Linked DNA regions of Pan troglodytes: regions 1 and 3 are each linked to region 2. Evidence: chromatin contacts called from public Hi-C data. All regions are on one chromosome and are shown on one strand. The core of a region is the stretch at or near the end of the contact, and the rest is flanking DNA. Distances in the headings are between cores, read along the strand shown. Region 1 holds the start of ZIC2 (Zic family member 2). Region 2 overlaps PCCA (propionyl-CoA carboxylase subunit alpha). Region 3 holds the start of PCCA (propionyl-CoA carboxylase subunit alpha).

Region 1 (3,917 bases), core at 966-3,465, 250 kb before region 2:
GGCCCTCCGTTCCCTCTCTAGTTACCTCGGGAGCGCGAGATTTGGGCGGCGGGACAGGAAACGTCCGCAGCGGTCAGCCTGGGGCCGCGGGGCTGGCCAGGCGCGGCGCCGGGAGCGGCCTCGCCGCTGGGCCACCGCCCGGGTGGTACTCCCTGCTCCTGGAGAAGGAGTGGATGGATATATATGCTTTCTAGAAGGTTTAAGCCCTGCCGTGTCTGACGGCTTCTTCTCCCGAGACCCTGAGCCTGACCCGCAGCCAAACTCCGGCCTGAGTCTCGCTTGGTCTCGGGCGTTCCCACACTTCTCAGCCCAAGGATGCGCGGCCCGGCTTCTGGGCATTTACCCTGAGGGTGACACTGTCTTTAAACGACTTCCGAACAACCCCCTTCCACGCAGGGGCCGCTGCCCAGTGTTTACTGCTGTAAACGGAGCAGGACGCAAGCGGCGGGGGGGGGAGCTCAGCGCGCCGAGGGGCGGACGGGGACGCCGCGGGGGGCGGGGAAGGCGGTGTCTGGGTGGGCGTCCGGAGGGTGGGAAGAAGGGGCATGCCTGGCTTTCTCTGTGCCCACGGTCCTGCACCTGTGGTTTCAATGCCACAGAGCAAGTTTACAAAGGCGGGGTGAAAGTAGGGAGCGTGCCAAGCGGGCAGCAGACCAGCCCCCCGCCGCTCCTTGTGGCGCGCTCCCGGCGAGGCCCCGGGCCTGAAATGTCCCCGCGCGCAGAGCCTCCTGCCAGGCGACCCAGCTGTTAGCCACGTCTCGAGCGGCCTGGAGTGCTCGGGCCAGGCGTCCCCGGGGTTTTCGGTGTCCGCTGGGAGCTGCTCAGATCCCGGGGAAGTCGGTGGCCTACGCAGAAAGACTAGAGCGCTGGGCTGCCTCCCATTCCTGACCCGGCTGAGGGCGCCTTGACCCCGCGGCCCGGGCCCGCGTCCGAGCCACGCTGGACGCCCGGCTCCCGGGAGCGCCGCGGTCGGCCAGGACTAGAAGCCGCGGCGCCGAGGTCTCGGGAGAAGCGCGGCAGGATGGCAGGCCGGGCCCACGGGCACGTTCGGCGGCTGCCTGAGCCGGCAGCAGCTCAGGGAGCGCGAGGACTGAGGGGCGGGCCCGGCAGCGGGGCGGGGGCGCGGGACTGACTAGGCCGCGGCGGCCAATCGCGGCGCCGGGAGGGCGGGAGCCGCCGTTAAAGGGGCGGTTTGACCGGGGGGCCCGGCCTCGAGCTGGAGGGAGGGAGGGAGGCCGGGGCGGGAGACTAGGGGGTGCGGGGGGAGGGGAGAGGAAAAGGAGGAGACAAAAAATAAAAAATAAAAGGCTGCCGCTGCAGCGTTGGCGGCGCCCATCGAAATCAACGGAGGCGGTGGCGAACGCAGCCCACCGCAGCCGAGACCTGGGAGCCCGCCTGGGCCTCACACTCCCTCGGGTCGCGGACTGCGCTGGGTCCACGCGGCGCGGTCACTAGTTCCGGGCCCAGCGCCCAGGCCCGACCGGCGGGAGGGAGGAGGCGAGCGAGAGATCACTTTTTTATTGTTGTTATTGTTTTTCAGCCCAGCCTCCCCCTCCTCCCCTCCCCCTGCTCGCTTTCTCCCCTCCCACATCCCCCTCCCCCCTACTCCCCCGCCTCCTCCTCCGGCACAACTTAAAGAAAGGGGGAGCGGCGCGGCTGCTGCCTTCATCTGAGGAAATTCGTGGCCACTGCAAGTTTACTACGCGAGGCGCAGCCAATGCCAAGCGCCGAGGCCGAGGAGGGCTAAACACTGCGGCCGCGGCTCCGAACAATACCCGCCGCGCGCGGGGCGGCGCGAGTAGGGCCGCGGGGGAGGGAGCTGTCGCCGCAGAGCGCCGCGGAGAGGACGCCTGGACTCCGCCTGCCGCCCCGGCGCCCCCGCCGCGGTCAGGTGGAGCCGCTGGTGCGCTGGCCCCGGGTGCCGAGCGCGGAGCTCGCCTCGGTCCTCTCCTCGCCCGTCTGCCTGGCGTGCGCACGGCCGCCGCGCTCGGGCACCGTGGCCCTGCCGCGGTTGTGACTGCATTCTACCGGCGCTGCTCGGCGCGGCCGGGCTCCGGGTCCGCTGGGCGTGCGAGTGAGTGTGTGCGTGCGCGCGCGGGTGCGCGCAGGGGTGGGGGCTGCGGCGCGGCGCTCGCCCCCCGGTAGCCCCCCTCTCCTCTCGGCTCCCCACACCTCCCTCCGGCTCCCTCCTCCCGCCCGCCCTCCCCTGCCCTGCCCGCCCGCCCCCGCCGCAGCTCCTTTAATACACTTTGGTTCTCTGCCTGGCTTTGGACTCTTCTCCTCCTCCACCTCCTCCTCCTCCTCCCGCGCCGCCGCCTCCTCCTCCTCTTCCTCTCCGCGCCTTCGCTACGCGCCCGGCCGCCCGAGGCAGATCCAGGCGGCGGCGGAGGCGGCGGGCGCAGGAGAGCGGCTCCCAGGGCTGAAGCGGCCGCCACCACCGCCGCCTGCGCCTGGAGCCCGGTGGCCGCCGGACGCACCGCGCGGATCGGGAGCGGGAGTCGAGGCGGCGCGGAGGCGCAGGGCTCGCAGGGGCGGGCGGGCGCGCTGGCCATGCTCCTGGACGCGGGTCCGCAGTTCCCGGCCATCGGGGTGGGCAGCTTCGCGCGCCACCATCACCACTCCGCCGCGGCGGCGGCGGCGGCTGCCGCCGAGATGCAGGACCGTGAACTGAGCCTGGCGGCGGCGCAGAACGGCTTCGTTGACTCCGCCGCCGCGCACATGGGAGCCTTCAAGCTCAACCCGGGCGCGCACGAGCTGTCCCCGGGCCAGAGCTCGGCGTTCACGTCGCAGGGCCCCGGCGCCTACCCCGGCTCCGCTGCGGCTGCCGCTGCGGCCGCAGCGCTCGGGCCCCACGCCGCGCACGTTGGCTCCTACTCTGGGCCGCCCTTCAACTCCACCCGGGACTTCCTGTTCCGCAGCCGCGGCTTCGGGGACTCGGCGCCGGGCGGCGGGCAGCACGGGCTGTTCGGGCCGGGCGCGGGCGGCCTGCACCACGCGCACTCGGACGCGCAGGGCCACCTCCTCTTCCCGGGCCTGCCAGAGCAGCACGGGCCGCACGGCTCGCAGAATGTGCTCAACGGGCAGATGCGCCTCGGGCTGCCCGGCGAGGTGTTCGGGCGCTCGGAGCAATACCGCCAGGTGGCCAGCCCGCGGACCGACCCCTACTCGGCGGCGCAACTCCACAACCAGTACGGCCCCATGAATATGAACATGGGTATGAACATGGCAGCAGCCGCGGCCCACCACCACCACCACCACCACCACCACCACCCCGGTGCCTTTTTCCGCTATATGCGGCAGCAGTGCATCAAGCAGGAGCTAATCTGCAAGTGGATCGACCCCGAGCAGCTGAGCAATCCCAAGAAGAGCTGCAACAAAACTTTCAGCACCATGCACGAGCTGGTGACACACGTCTCCGTGGAGCACGTCGGCGGCCCGGAGCAGAGCAACCACGTCTGCTTCTGGGAGGAGTGTCCGCGCGAGGGCAAGCCCTTCAAGGCCAAATACAAACTGGTCAACCACATCCGCGTGCACACAGGCGAGAAACCCTTCCCCTGCCCCTTCCCGGGCTGTGGCAAAGTCTTCGCGCGCTCCGAGAACCTCAAGATCCACAAAAGGACCCACACAGGTAACCGCGGGCTGGGACAGGGACCAGGCGCGGAGGGGAGACACGCACAGGCTGAGACTCAGGCTGTGGGTGCCGACGCTGGGCGCAGACCGCCAGCCGGGGACCTGGGATGGGAGGTGTTTTTGCGTGTACGAGAGAGCCAGCAGCTTGTTTATGTTGGACGATGACAATATTATTGGGCTAGGTTTTTACATGTGCGGAAATCGAGTTTTAAATGATTAGCCTCACATCAAATGTATGCTTGGGTCATGCAATTGCTTCGTTTGCTCAGCCCCGGTTAATAATTTCC
Region 2 (4,168 bases), core at 1,282-3,781:
AAAAAGTTCAACGTGTACCTAAGAGCATACAATTTTAATTTCCCTTTTCCTACAACTTTTAATCCTACCTTTTACATTTATTTATTTATTTATTCTTAAATATAGACAAGGTCTTGCGATGTTGCTTAAGTCAGTACAGAACTCCTGGGCTCAAGTGGTCTTCCTGCCTGGGCCTCCTGAGTAGCTGGGATTATAGGCCTGAGTTACCATGCCCGGCTGTCTGTCCTACTTTTGAGCAGTAAATTGGTTTCTGTAGCTGTCTAATGCTTAAACTTTCCTGTGCGTTCAAATGTGTATTTCTGTCTTAATGTAGGTAAGGTCATACTCTGTGTACTCCAACTTGCTACCCCCGCCCCCAGTATATACTTTATTTTGCTTATTTTTACAGTGTAAGAGTTACTCTCTTAAAGCTTAATTGTCATTCGTCATTGCCTTGTATAGAACCAAGGCATCTTGGACCGTGTACCAAATCCCATAAGACCTGGCCAGAACAGGGCCACGCCGTCCATACCTCCTTATCTTGTGCTTTGCTGCCACTTCCTTACTGTGTTTCAGCTTTAGCTGCCTGATATTCTTTCCCTATTAAATTGCTTCCTCATCTAGGATTTTTATATGTGTGGTTCCCTCTGTCTAATGTTCTTTCTCCCTGATCTTTCCATGGTAGCTAGCTGTTTATGTTTATGTGTGTGTGTGTGTGTGTGTGTGTGTGTGTGTGTGTGTGTGTGTGGTTTTAGAGACGGAGTCTCACTTTATTTCCCAGGCAGGAGTGCAGTGGCGCCATCATGGCTCACTACAGCTCTGACCTCCTGGGCTCATGCAATCCTCCTGCCTCAGCCTCCCAAGTAGCTGGGACTACAGGTCCCACCACCACACCCAGTAATTTTTGTATTTTTTTGTAGGGATAGAGATCTTGCCATGTTGCCCAGGCTAGTCTCAAACTCCTACCCTCAAGTGATCCTCCCATCTTGGCCTCCCAAAGTGCTGGGATTACAGGTGTGAGCCACTGTGCTTGGCCTGGCTAGATGTCTTTATCCTTAGGTTAAATATTTTACTCCAGAAGGGCCCTTTCTGAGCAGCCTGTCTGAAAGAAGTTCTCCCTAGTATTCTTGCCTGAGTACTCTGTTTCTATGTAACATTTATTTTAGTTATCAATTGATTTGTTTATTTTCTGTTTCTCTCATTAGTTTGTAATAAGCTCCATGAAGGCAGAAGATGTATTTCATGTAGTGTTGCTGGGCAGATAGTTATTGAATTAATGTATAAGTGGTTGAATAAGAACATATAGATCAACTGCATTCTTTTTAAAGGCTAATATTTCATTTTATGGATGTACCAGTCCTTTGTTGAAGGCTTACTAAATTGTTTTTCAGAATTTTTTTCTTATTAAAACACCACCAACGAATTCAAAATAATGAATTTCTTTGTATGTCTCTCTGTGTTCACTCATGTGGGTATATCTGTAGGATGACTTCCCAGGAGTAAAATTTCAGAACAAAAGATAACGTGTCCTCAAACTTTCGGTAGAGACTGACAATTTCTTTTTAAAAAGATTATCCCATTTTCTATGACACCAGTAATATGAGAAGTATTTAACTTTGTCATCCTGGCCATTATCAGATTTTAATTTGCTAGAGGAAAAGTGAGATCTCATTGTTTTAATTTGTATTTCTGTAATTAGGAGCAAGGCTGAGCACAGATATTGTGCTTCTGGAACTGTTTTTCTGTGAGCTTTTAATTTAATCTTTTGTGATGATTGTTGGTCCTTTTTTTAGTTGATTCAGAGTTTGATTAAAATTTTTTAAACTTATGATGTTATAGGCAACCTTTACAGTGTGATGTCACTTAGTGCCATTGAATTTGGAGCTATATAGGGCTTTTTATCTCTTCGAAAGTAATTTTGTAGAGCCTGATAATAAAACTTCATGTTCTCAAAGACCATATTGGAGCTGAGTGTATAATATTTAGTAGTTTATTATTGAAACAGTAATAGAGCTTTTAATGTCCAGTGCATAATAGGTCCTCAGTAAAGTATTTTTGGATGAATGAGTGACAAGTGAAAAGTTAATTTTTAAGGCAGCTTGATTTTATTTGAAAGTTCATTTAGAAGAATCTAATTTTCATAGTAAGAAGACTTAGCATGCTGTTGAGTTGAAAGATAAGCTTGCTTTGTGGCATGCTATAGAAGTGTTGGATTTGTGGCAGTGGAATTTTTAATTTGCTGTGTCAGATATAGATATGGCTTTATATATCCATACACACCCAGCTATAACATGTATATTCAAATAAGTGACAAAATATGTCTAATGAATTTTTGAATTACCTTTTAAAACTTGCCTGTTAGTTCTCTCAAGTGATGAACTTTTTACAATAGCAGTTTATTTTCTCTCATCACGTTGGAAAGAAATGTTAAAAGTTTTCTTCTAGGTTTATTATAATCCAGTCTTCATCAGCCATCACTCTTCCTGTATTTTGTTCAAGAGGCACTAATTGTTCGCATTTGGCAGGTTTAACACTTCCTGACAGAGAGGCTATTAAGGGGAAGTATTCTCCAATAACTGTCACTGGCTGGAACAAAGAACCTTCCAACTCAATGTGTGGAAACCACTAACATTCTTAAATGACCCTTTTCATGGATTTTCATCCCTTTAAGCTAAAATTTGGAGAATGTAGGGTCAGCGAAAACAGCAAGGTGTAATAAAGCAGTAAACCTTGATTTTCGAAGGCATAGGGTGGGAGATATAGATTTATCTCTGACTTGAAAACAATTGTTATTTGGAAAATCTCATTAGCAGATGTGACTGCTTGGAGTAAAAAAAAAAACAACTTAAAACTGATGTCGCTTTCAGGACCCCTTTGAACTTAACAAGCACCTATTTGTGGAGCAGACTGGCTAATGAAAGGAAATTAAATTTTTCTGACAACTTCCCCTGCCAACCTCCTTATTCAGGGGATGTTATTAGGTACTGAAGAACTTTAAGGAAGATTTTTATTAGACATAAGTGAACCAGTTATAAACATCCCCCCCGCCCCCTTCTCGGAGGATTCTGACATGGTTGCTCTACATTTTAAATGTATTAGCTTAAAAGCTTAAAAAACACTGGGCTTCACTTCAGCATTTTAGTCATTTTCTAAAAATTCAGTCACACTTACCAGCTGTGGTTTCAAAACAATATTGTCAGTCTTTGTGGTAGTTTAGTTTGTGTCACTGAATTACACAAACACACACGCACACACACACCACACCCACACCCACACACACGAAGGAGGCTTAGATTTCAACATTATCTTTATTGTTATTTGGGGAAATGATTCAGCAGTGTCCTGTGTTGGATGTGTTAGGTGAGGGTTAATGATCAGTGAAATTACTTAGATTCAAGGGAAGTTTTTGTCTTTTCATCTTCTTAGAGGTAGAAGTGGCATTGGTTAATATTTAGCAATAACTAATCCTTAAATGGATAAACTTTTACCCCTTACTGTTTAGGAAGGTATTTTCTTTCTTTTGCTTTTTGGAGTTTTTTCCTCCAGTAGTTGGTTCATTGAAATTAAAGTTTTAATTTATGTAACAAGATACAATTGTAGAGATAAAATATGTACCTGAAAAAAAAAAGAAAGAAACAATAGAAAAGAAAAGGTAATGCAGATTACCAAAAGGATTTTTTGGAACAATTCGTAATTCCTGTAGGTACTGGAAATTAACTTTTATATTTCTGCAAAATTGATCAACTACTCCCAAACAATAGAGAATCAACTCCCCCTGCTGACAGAATCTAGGAAAACATGACACATAATATTGGACAGAAACAAGCTGGCTGCGGACAAGCTTTAATGACCTGATTTATGATTCAGTATTGATTGTAAACATCTAAATTCTGCCATTAAATTCCGGCAACTGCACCAAATCATTGGCAATTCTGGTAGTGCTTCCTGCCAGCTCATTTCAACTGCTTTGAGTTTCTTAATATAATAATGATGAGGTAGAATTTACATTCCACTTATGGTATTAATTTTACATTTCTCTGAATGAAAAGGGTTAGAAGGTAGTAAAATTGAACATTAAATGAATCGGAGGAGACAGTAGTGCAATATATGACTGCCCTAAAGACATTGTGCAATGCCTCATGGGATTAATGTTGAGTCTCATTTCCTGCTTTTACAGGATGCAGAAGAA
Region 3 (4,131 bases), core at 413-2,912, 150 kb before region 2:
CCAAATCTTGGTAAGCACCCTTGCTGCAGTGGGAGTTGGGAAATGTAGATCTTTATTTAGGTAAGAAAGAAGAGGGCATGGAGGGCACAGTCCTTACATTCCAGACCTTAGTCATGGCGCTACACCTCGTTGTAAGGGAGGCTAGCTATTGCAGCCTTTCGCTGGGTGGCCATGTACCCAGCTAGATCTCAGGGGCACTCTTACTAAAGTAATGCATGGAGAATGGATAGCGTAAGAAGCAGTTTCTGCTACAAGTGACTTTCATAAAAAGAACTCCTATAAGAAAAACAAATAGGGCCTAAGGAAAACTAATCCAAAGGGTAAAACATGGGGAAAAGACAAAAAACAAAAGAAAAAAGAAAAGCAAGTTTCCCAGGTAGAAAATGAATGAAGACTGAGGTACATAAGTGAGAAGTCCTGTAAAATTGATAATCCTTTTCATTTTGTCACAAAAGTCCCTACTTACATTCTAAAATTCCATTAAATGTCACCTTTCTGATATCCCCATTTTATTTCTCTCTCTTTGGGCATTTACCATGCTGTAGTGTACTCTAGGCCATTCCTAGCTTTGTAACTCTCTCAAGGTGACTCTGCAGGAGATGCAAAGTAGTTAAGAGGAGAACCCCCAATACTGATGTGTTTATAGATGAGGTGGTCTGATGTCTTAGATTTGCTTTAAAATATTCCTGCACAAAATAAAAAGGGGAATAGATGAAACAAGATGGACAAAATGTTGATTCGTTGACGCGGTGTAATGGGTATCTGGGTGATCATAGTGCAATTTTATCTCTTTTGTATATATTTTAAAATTTCCATAATATAGCAAAACATGAGCCCAGTCCCTCAAGGCAGCCAGATTTGGGTTCAAACCCTAGTTTGACCTTTTACTCGCTGATTGACTTTACCCTGCTACAGTTTCAGTTTCTCCAAATGGAAATAATATATACTCCATTAAGGTTCTTGTAAACTCTCAAGTAAGAGGGAATCTGAGGCTCTAGCACACGGCCCGGCCCTTAATAGTTGCACTAATTTTTATTTTATTTTTCGAAACGGAGTTTGCTCTGTCACCCAGGCTGGAGTGTAGTGGCATGATCCGGCTCACTGCAACCTCCACCTCCAGGGTTCAAGCAATTCTCCTGCCTCAGCCTCCTCCCGAGTAACTGGGATTACAGGAGTGCGCCACCACGCCCAGCTAATTTTTGTATTTTTTAGTAGAGACGGGGTTTCGGCATGTTGTCCAGGCTGGTCTCCAACTCCTGACCTCAGGTTATCCTCCCGCCTCGGCCTCCCAGAGTGCTGGGATTACAGGCGTGAGCCACTGCGCCTGGCCAGTAGTTGTACTAACAAGGGTTTCTGCTTGCGAGCAACAAAGACTGACTCTAGTTGTGGCTAATTTCTTTCACACACACATATTAAGTGGCAGAGGTAGGACTTGAGCTCGGATCTCTGATTTCCAGTCCTAGAACTTTTTATGTGTTATTATAGTCGTTAAAAACCTTACCTGGATTTGTGCTTTGCAATTTACGCTTTCGAACATGTAGGAATGTAGTTTGGGCATTTGTCTGGAACTTCGGATTCTCGGGACTCCAGGGTGGCCAAGGCGCGGAAGTGACTCAATGACATTAACCGGCCTGGATGCACGTGGGTTGCTGAGCCTATGCTGGGAAGGTACGGGTTTGCCCGGTGCAGGCCGCCGGAACTCACGCGCGCCCCTGTCTCTCTCACTCCTGGGGTCGGCTCTGGCCGGTGGCCTCCAGCTCCGCTAGCGGCCGGACGCGCAGCCCGCCGACTAGCCCTCCAGGTCCTAGCGCGACTCCCGGATCCCGGATCCGGCGGATCTGGCCGACCACTCACCCTCCCCTTTACGCAAGTTAGGGGGCGGGGCATCGGGTTTCTGGCTCGTGATTTGCCGGAGCTCCTGCGCTCCCCTTCTCCACCCCCTCCGGCTGTGTGAGAGGTCAGCAGAGGGGCGGTCTGCGGAGACAACAATGGCGGGGTTCTGGGTCGGGACAGCACCGCTGGTCGCTGCCGGACGGCGTGGGCGGTGGCCGCCGCAGCAGCTGATGCTGAGCGCGGCGCTGCGGACCCTGAAGGTGAGGAGCAACGGGGCCTCGCGGGTCCGGGCTTCACTGGGCTTCTAGCCGTGCCGCCTCTGGGCGGCTGGCGCCGGGAGAGCGCTGGCTGGGTCCGGCTGCCCCCGCGCCCCGGTTCCGCCTCAGCTACACCGCTTGCTCTCCTCCCTCCCGGAGTTCGCGTGGCAGCGGGCTCAGGAGGCATCCCTCGTTGCAGCTGATCCTCGCGGGGATCCTGCGGAGCAGAGAGGCCTAGGGCAGAGGCAGTTGGGTGCCCGCACGCCCTCCGAGGCGGCTGATGGCTTTGGGCAGGCATATTGCCCGAGGTCTGCTTCCAGGGCCCCGCGGCATTGGCTTTGTCTTAAGCTTTCCAGGGTGTCTTTTTAGGTGTCCTTATAGTTTCCGTGTTCTGTTGCCTCTTTCCAGCATTTTTGAAGGGACACTGTGAACTGTTGCTTAAGTAGTGTTAGGGTTGTGAGTTTGTCTTATCTTTTAAAGTATTATACCATGTCAGGACTGCCAATAGATTTTACGTTTCATTTGAAAGCCTGTTTTAATTGTATGACACCCCAGTCTACTGTGTACCAAATGCATCCCGTGAACTTACTTTCCTTTTCGGTATAGTGGTGAGCCTGATTTTGGCACTGTTCTAAACACATTTCATGACTGTTCTGTATACCTAGGCTGTCATGATGGCAGATTGACAAACAGGTTGGAGTGCTTGTGTGTGCTTCTGAGCTCTGTCTCCAGTCAATGTCGAGTCTGTCGTTAATTCTGGGGCACAGACCACCTAACCTACTTTATAAGGTTTGTTGAGGCACTTGAACACATTCTTTAAAATGAAGGTCCCCTGAAAACCATCTGTCAGCTGGTTCAGTGTGCTTGTTAAACTTCCTTTTAAAAAATAATTATTAAAACATTGCCACATAACTTGATTTATAGTCATTGAATTTTAGACGTTGAAGACACTTTAGAGACGACCTGCCCCATCCTACTCTTTAAAGAGGAGGGAACCGAGCCCCAGGTGGGCAGTATGAGAGCTGGAGCTTATCGACATGGAAGTGAGTGGCACCTATGTTTGTTTTGTGTCCAATTCGGCGTGCGGACTTTCACTGTTTTCTGTGTTCCCGTACAGTTTAGTGTTCTTTAATCTTTATCATTCTGTTCAGCTGTGTTGGCCACTTCAATTGCAACTGTAAGACTTATGCATTTACATAGGAGGCAACTTAGTATGGTGGAAAGTGTGGGCTTTGGGGTCAGGCGCATGAGGCTTTGTATATTGGACAAGTCTCTTCCTTGGGCGTCAGCTTCGTCCTTGTAGCTATTTTTTTCAACAAATATTTACTGAATATCTCCTGTCTTCCACTTCTGGGGAATGAATATGGTTTCTGCTTTCTTAGAAATTTTAGTCTAGTAGGGAGACTGTAACAAGTGTAAAATGGTATTAGGGGAGATGCCCGGGTGCTATAAGAAAATAAAATAGAGGGATTTGACCAAGCCAAGATTTTGAATTCTGTGTCCTAGATACTGTTCTGTTGCTTTGCTTGAACTAATTTATTCAATCTCACAACAGTCGTATGTCCCCCATTTCCAGAAGATGAAAGTGAGGCACTGAGTGTTAATGTGACTTGCTCGAAGCTATAGTGCCAATAAGTGGCAAACAGGATTTAGAACTCCAGAACCTGTGCTCTTAATCATACTATACTACCTACGGTAAGGGAGTGTTTTCCTTTGGAACTGAAAATTGAGACAAGTTTTGAAGGATGAAGTGACCTTCTCTAACAAACAGAGGAGATGAATGTTATAGGTGAGAGAGCAGTGTATGCAAAGGTCCTGTGGCCAGAGGGAATGACAGGTTAGAAGAACTGAAAAAAGCCTACAGAGGCTCAGATGCAGAGAGTAGATGGTGTTGGGGAAGCTGGCAGGAGTCAGACCATGCTGGCTCCTATAGATCACATTATGAGGTTTGGTGTTTGTCTTAGAGCAGTGGGAAGACATTGATGTTGGAGGTGGGAGGGATGACACTGACATTTTAGATTGGAGAGGCTGAGAGGAAGGC

Evidence for each region. Hi-C and Micro-C count contacts between places; a contact is called where the count stands out from the background.
Region 1: a Hi-C map of stem cell-derived neural progenitor cells shows a contact between it and region 2, with 6 times the contacts expected there. The contact joins the promoter of ZIC2 here to the enhancer-like site in region 2. A contact is called at or near these places in 3 of 7 Hi-C or Micro-C datasets (induced pluripotent stem cells and stem cell-derived neural progenitor cells) and 1 of 1 datasets of contacts at active chromatin or transcription factors (stem cell-derived excitatory neurons).
Region 3: a Hi-C map of stem cell-derived neural progenitor cells shows a contact between it and region 2, with 4 times the contacts expected there. The contact joins the promoter of PCCA here to the enhancer-like site in region 2. A contact is called at or near these places in 2 of 7 Hi-C or Micro-C datasets (induced pluripotent stem cells and stem cell-derived neural progenitor cells) and 1 of 1 datasets of contacts at active chromatin or transcription factors (stem cell-derived excitatory neurons).

Annotation. Positions count from the first base shown.
Region 1 is chr14:105,586,700-105,590,616 of NHGRI_mPanTro3-v2.0_pri, forward strand. ZIC2 (Zic family member 2) reads left to right here and starts at 2,216. Exons shown (of 3, transcript XM_003314197.7): 1 at 2,216-3,628. The coding sequence starts at 2,551.
Region 2 is chr14:105,839,205-105,843,372 of NHGRI_mPanTro3-v2.0_pri, forward strand. It overlaps PCCA (propionyl-CoA carboxylase subunit alpha), which reads left to right. Exons shown (of 24, transcript XM_001149000.7): 8 at 4,157-4,168. Among named protein-coding and RNA genes, the nearest start is that of PCCA, 150 kb to the left of the region's middle. Within about 2 kb of position 2,532, at least 4 of the 24 cell types and tissues checked have an H3K27ac peak or open chromatin away from gene starts, as enhancers often do. A contact at or near this core is called in stem cell-derived neural progenitor cells, where this site is marked.
Region 3 is chr14:105,694,517-105,698,647 of NHGRI_mPanTro3-v2.0_pri, forward strand. PCCA (propionyl-CoA carboxylase subunit alpha) reads left to right here and starts at 1,663. Exons shown (of 24, transcript XM_001149000.7): 1 at 1,663-2,093. The coding sequence starts at 1,989. LOC107967971 (a long non-coding RNA gene) reads right to left here and starts at 1,848. Exons shown (of 2, transcript XR_001708840.3): 1 at 1,502-1,848.